Linked DNA regions of Zea mays: region 1 is linked to region 2. The links are chromatin contacts, called in public Hi-C maps. All regions are on one chromosome and are shown on one strand. The core of a region is the stretch at or near the end of the contact, and the rest is flanking DNA. Distances in the headings are between cores, read along the strand shown. Region 1 overlaps LOC103632291 (phosphomannomutase/phosphoglucomutase). Region 2 holds the start of LOC100284825 (60S ribosomal protein L44).

What was found. A called contact is a pair of places that touch in the nucleus more often than the background predicts.
Region 1: a contact with region 2 is called in a Hi-C map of leaf, with 4 times the contacts expected there. The contact joins the enhancer-like site here to the promoter of LOC100284825 in region 2. A contact is called at or near these places in 3 of 25 Hi-C or Micro-C datasets (bundle sheath, leaf and tassel).

Annotation. Positions count from the first base shown.
Region 1 is chr7:42,952,080-42,954,789 of Zm-B73-REFERENCE-NAM-5.0, forward strand. It overlaps LOC103632291 (phosphomannomutase/phosphoglucomutase), which reads right to left. Exons shown (of 17, transcript XM_008654105.4): 6 at 121-357. Among protein-coding and RNA genes, the nearest start is that of LOC103632291, 49 kb to the right of the region's middle. Within about 2 kb of position 1,357, at least 3 of the 20 cell types and tissues checked have an H3K27ac peak or open chromatin away from gene starts, as enhancers often do. A contact at or near this core is called in leaf, where this site is marked.
Region 2 is chr7:42,529,329-42,532,203 of Zm-B73-REFERENCE-NAM-5.0, forward strand. LOC100284825 (60S ribosomal protein L44) reads left to right here and starts at 1,451. Exons shown (of 4, transcript NM_001157720.2): 1 at 1,451-1,617. The coding sequence starts at 1,615.

The sequences.
Region 1 (2,710 bases), core at 107-2,606, 420 kb after region 2:
AAAAAATCATCAGTGGATAACTGGATATGAAAATTTAATGCGAGTTTCAGACAAGAAATCCAACAGTGTAGTAGTCTAGTAAGTCAAAAATGAGTTTTAAAATATAGCACATGGAAGCACCTTTGTCTCCAGCAGATTTACGAACTGCTTGTACAAGATCAGAAGCATAAATTGACATGTAGTCCACATTAGTGACAACTCCCTTCGAAGCTTCCCCCTGTTCTTTCAGGTTATTATGTGCAGATTCCTCATATATTTTGGAAGCACGCTCCAGGATATCTTTGATATCAGCTTTATTTAGCCCACCATCACTTGTAAAAAACTTGAGACCATTCCGATTGTAGGGGAGATGGCTTGCTGTAAAGTAGAACAATCCCAAAAGGTTAGCTCCCCTATATAATTCCAAACACTTTGTGAAAACTGAAAATGGTATAAACTTCTGGCTTGAAACAGAGAACTGCCAAAATTAGCACACCTGTATGCAACAAAATTCACAAGTATATGCACATTTTATAGTAACATGTGCCCATAACTCCATATAATCACAATATCATATAGATTATAGATAAGAATTAGAATAATCATACTCAACAATCATGAAACTACACATGATGATTATCAATTAAGTTGCATTTGTTTATCTTCCTTTTAAAGGACAAGCCTGATGCAGTGGTGAGAGCTGTCTCGCTAAGTCACTAGGTTGCGAGTTCCAAGCAGCCTCTCAGCACTTACTGAGGGGAGGCTTATCTCGGTTTATCCCTTCCTAGACCCCAATCATGTGGGAGCCTCCAGCACTGGGATTGCCCTTATTTATCTTCTTTTTGAACCTAAAACATCTCCTAGCATCCATAGCATTTAAAGAATGTTTAGATCGAAATAAAGGAAAACTAAGCAGGTGCAGAATTGAGGATTGGATAACAAATGAAAACCAAAAGAATTGTATTAAGAATAGAGTAAAACAGCCAGTTTTTTTATTTTGAATATGCTAAGTTGGATTTCTGCATCCTGAAGGGTCCCCAAATCAAACATCCAAGCACAAACTAAAACTGGAGCAATCCAAGCAGTCTGGCAGAGACCAGCACCAATGTTCAGCAGTGAATTATCATGTGGGGCCGGCAGTACAGCCGGTGTCAAAGACGCCAGAAAGAGGCTGGCACAGCTGGCCAGGGCGCCAAGGGACAGGGGGGGACCGAAGGGCCTGAAGTTTGAAAGTCTAGATCATTATGGGGTGTGAACATGAGTCTTGGATTCTAGCATGAAGTTTGAAAGTCTAGATCATTATGGGGTGTGAACATGAGTCTTGGAGTCTAGCATGAAGTTTGAAAGTCTAGATCATTATGTGGTCTGAACATGAGTCTTGGAGTCTAGCAGCCAGCAGGCTCTCTCCTATATATACATATACATATATATGTATATATATATACATATATATATGTACATATATATATATATATATATATATATGTATATATGTATATATATATATATATGTACATATATATATATATACATATATACATATATATATATATATATATATATGTACATATATACATATATATATGTATATATATATATAAGCAGTATGCAATGAGTGGATTAAGAAAGAAGTATTCCCTAAACCTCTCACCTGTTCTAGCCTTCAATCTCATCCCCTTGCTTCGGTGTCCAGGTAACAGCCCTGGCACCACCTCTTCCCATTTACGAACTACGTAGTCAGGGACCTCCCCAGCCTAGGGGGCGAGGCCCTGGACAACTTGGTATCATGATCTCGGCAATCCTCTTCCACCTCCGACCACAACTCCACTGCTAGCACTCCTTCATCTCCAAGTTCATCATCAGCGGCACCCATGGCTAACCCCACCAACGCCGGCCTGGCCAATCTCATCGCGCAGCTGACCACCAGCCTGACCACCCTCCAGGCTGAAGTGGGGGAGCTGCGCCGTGAGCGTGGTACCATTCCGTCTGGCTCGACATTCACTGAACATCAGGGTGAATGACCTCCACGTTTTCAGAAGTTGGATTTCCCGAAATTCGACGGCAAGTCTGATCCGCTGGCCTTCCTCAACCGGTGTGAATCCTATTTTCATCAACAACGGATTGCCACCGAGGAACAGGTCTGGATGGCTTCATACAATCTAGAAGGCGGCGCCCAGATGTGGTACATCCAGGTCTAGAACGAGGAAGGAACGCCATCATGGCGCCAGTTTTCAGAACTCCTCAACCTTCGTTTTGGGCCACCCATCCACTCCAACCCTCTCGGCGAGCTCATGGCCTGCAAACGGACCGGGACTGTCACTGAGTACTAGGATCGTTTCGAGGCCTTACTGTCCCGTGTCGGCGCGCTCACGGAGGCACAGAAGGTGCAGGCGTTCACCGTGGGTCTTCAGCCGCCGCTCAGCCTCGACGTTGAGATGCATAATTTTCAGTCTCTCGTCATCGCCATGAGCATGGCCCGCAAACTGGAGTTGCGCGAGCAGTACGTCACGCAGGCTGTGCAAACGCCGGCGGCCCCTCGTGGGGGGTCGGGGCCTTCTGTCGGGACCCGCCCCACCGCTGGCTCTACTCGCACCACCAATTCGTTCATCCCCACCAGCAACTGATGGTCGGCAGATTCGCCGTTTGTCCCAATCGGAGATGGAAGAACGTCGTCGACTGGGGCTCTGTTTCAATTGCAACGAGAAATTTGCACGCAGCCACAATCGTGTCT
Region 2 (2,875 bases), core at 201-2,700:
TAACACAATATTAAGGGCGGAGATTACAAGGTAACCCTAACCGAGTAATATAAGATTAAAAGTTAACTCTAATCAATAAATAACATCAAAATCAACAATTCAATAGCATAAGCTAAATCTAATATAATAGACTTAATACTTACCTAACATCAAGCCACATAGTTAATATTTGCAACGTCAAATTAAAAATAGCAATTATAATGCGTAAAGTCATATTAAAACTAAGAACACTATCGATTAACAATTTTAAACTAACTCTAATCACATAAAAGTTAACTCCTGTCGATCATAAAAACCGACGAAAATAAACATCTTCATACATATTTAACTACTCTAATCACACTCGCATTTTAATTCGATAGGTTAGTGAGTTATCCCTCGATGACGAGGCAACATGAGTGTTGTTCCATGGGAGATAACGACGACAGAGGGTTCCTCGGGTGGCGGCAGCTCCTTGGCCCAACGGCTCTTTGGTGGCTGACCGGTGTTTGGGGGCGTGGGTGGCAGCTCCTGGGAGGGGCTACAGGGGACGACGATGGACGAGGCTCCAGGTCTGAGGGTGGTGGTGGCTCCTCGCCGGAGCTGGTGGAGGTGGTGGCGCTACTGGGTGGTGACAGCTCCTCGCTTTGGCTGGTGGAGGTGGCGGCGCCGGCTCCTTGCGGGGACCAGTGGATGTGGCAGCGTGGCTCCCGAACTGGCGGCGATGGAGGCAACGTTGGGCGGCGGTGCACGACAACTGAGGCGTCGGGAGAATGATTTTGGTCGAGAGAGAAGTAGCGCGTGTGTGGGTAACCGTGACCTCATAAACAACTAATCCCCATCGGCCTTGGATTGGGCCATCGGGAATAACTCAATAAACCCCGCCAGCTTAGGTCATAGCCGACGAGAGTTGTAAAACTCAAGGCGTGCTAGGTCACGAGTCATTTCATGGCCCATTAATCTCCGTCGGCCCAGGCTACGCCCAACAGGACTTATTGAACTCCTAGGTCTGTCGACATGGGTCAGTGCAGACAGGAGTTATTAATATCTAGGAGCGCTACTTCATGGCCCACTAATTCTCGTCGGCCATCGCCATGACCGACGATAGTTAAGTAATGCACGTCGGTCTAGCCCTTGGCCGACGACAATTAACTCTCGTCGGCTCCTCCGACGGAGATAGGTTAATTCAAGTCGGTTTTGTATTTGGCCGACGAGAATTATTTTGGCCGACGGAAGTCATCCTGATTCCTGTTGTGATTTGTTGGTGGTTACCAGGTGTGGATTACCCATTAGGTATCATTAACCGATTGGGTGTGGGTATGAAAACAATTTATTACTCATGAGCAGTGACGATAGTGTATTAGATAAAATTTAATTTCGCCGGTATAAATATAGGCTAGCGAGTTCGTACTTGTTGCTGTCTCTACTTGTAGGCTGAGTGATAAAAGGCTGTAAATCTACATGACAGGCCAAATATTGGACCAAGGAACAGGCCCATGAACTCGCTAAAGCGCAGGAGGCCCGGCTCTGTTCTGATATATCGCTCCGCCGCTAGGGTTTTCAGGGATCCCGCCTCACACCGCCGCAAGGACTCGCGACGGACGGAGCAACGGAGGAAGCAACTACGCGGCAGCCATGGTCAGCGACTCCCACCTATCCTCCTTTTACCTTGTGCTTACGATCTCAGGCCTTTTCTGTCTGCCTTGTGGTACATGGCCCTGGATACTCTGTCCCGATTCGTTCCTGTGTTTTGGTCTAATTCTGCCAGCTCGGGATGGAGAGCAGTAATGTAAGCGAAGCCTTTTTAGTGATGTAACTAGGGTTTGTTTTGATCGCTGGTCTCCGCTTAGTGCTATTTTAGTTTGGGTTTCTCGCGCGGTCGTGTATTGTGAATTTTGTGTTGTTTGAGGATTTTTGTATTATATAAGGTGTTGTTTGGATGCGTATTATCCACATCAATATACAAGTTTTGAAGTGGATTGTAGTGGAAATTAGTTTAAGTTGCACTCTAGTCCATGATACATTGCATGCAAACAAGGCCCAAACATCTATATATTTTCATCTATTTTAGTGGGCATTGTTAGTTTTAAAAAAAGCGTTTACGATTAACCAGACTGCAAGCACTTATATCTGTCCAGTTCGTGTGTTACAATATATAATTATATTTGCTGATCTACTGATCGTATGCATGCATGGGTATAAATAGAGGTATCTATATCAAGCGAAATGGTTATGCCATCTATTTATTGGCAACGTATCAGGTGAAAACCAAGTTTCCGTGCAAATCAACTAAGAAAAGTCACAAAAATTTGCCTAGTAGTGTCACATTTAGTATTTTATTTATCGATTGTTTGTCTGAGGCAAAATTAAAAATTTGAACTCGTGCAATGGTGTGCAAGGTCTTCATACTAATGTTTAATTACATCTTTTGTCTCTCACAAAGGATTGTTTATCTATCCTATTAACAACAAAATGTCTTGTGTACTAATTCAAGCTTCTAACTAGCATGTAGAGAATTCGTCTCACATTAAGTAAAAGACTTTACCAAGATCTCATTCTGTCATGAGTTGGTTTTGTTCCATGACTACATGCTAACCTTGTTGATATTTTTGGGGTGCTTGTGAGAAGGAATTGACCAACGTTATCAAGTCATCTGACTAATCATGATTAATGGTGATTAGTCGGGCTGATTGGTGCCATGGTGATCAGCTATACTTAAGATTAATCGTTATTAATCGTGATCAGTTGAGATTAGTCATGACTCATGATCAATCATGACTAGTCAAGCTAATTGGTACCATGGCGACTAGGACCAATTAGACGATTTGATAACATTGGAATTGATATCTTGTTTTACTGGCACCTTTCTTACTAGAGTTCTTTTTGTATCTATTGT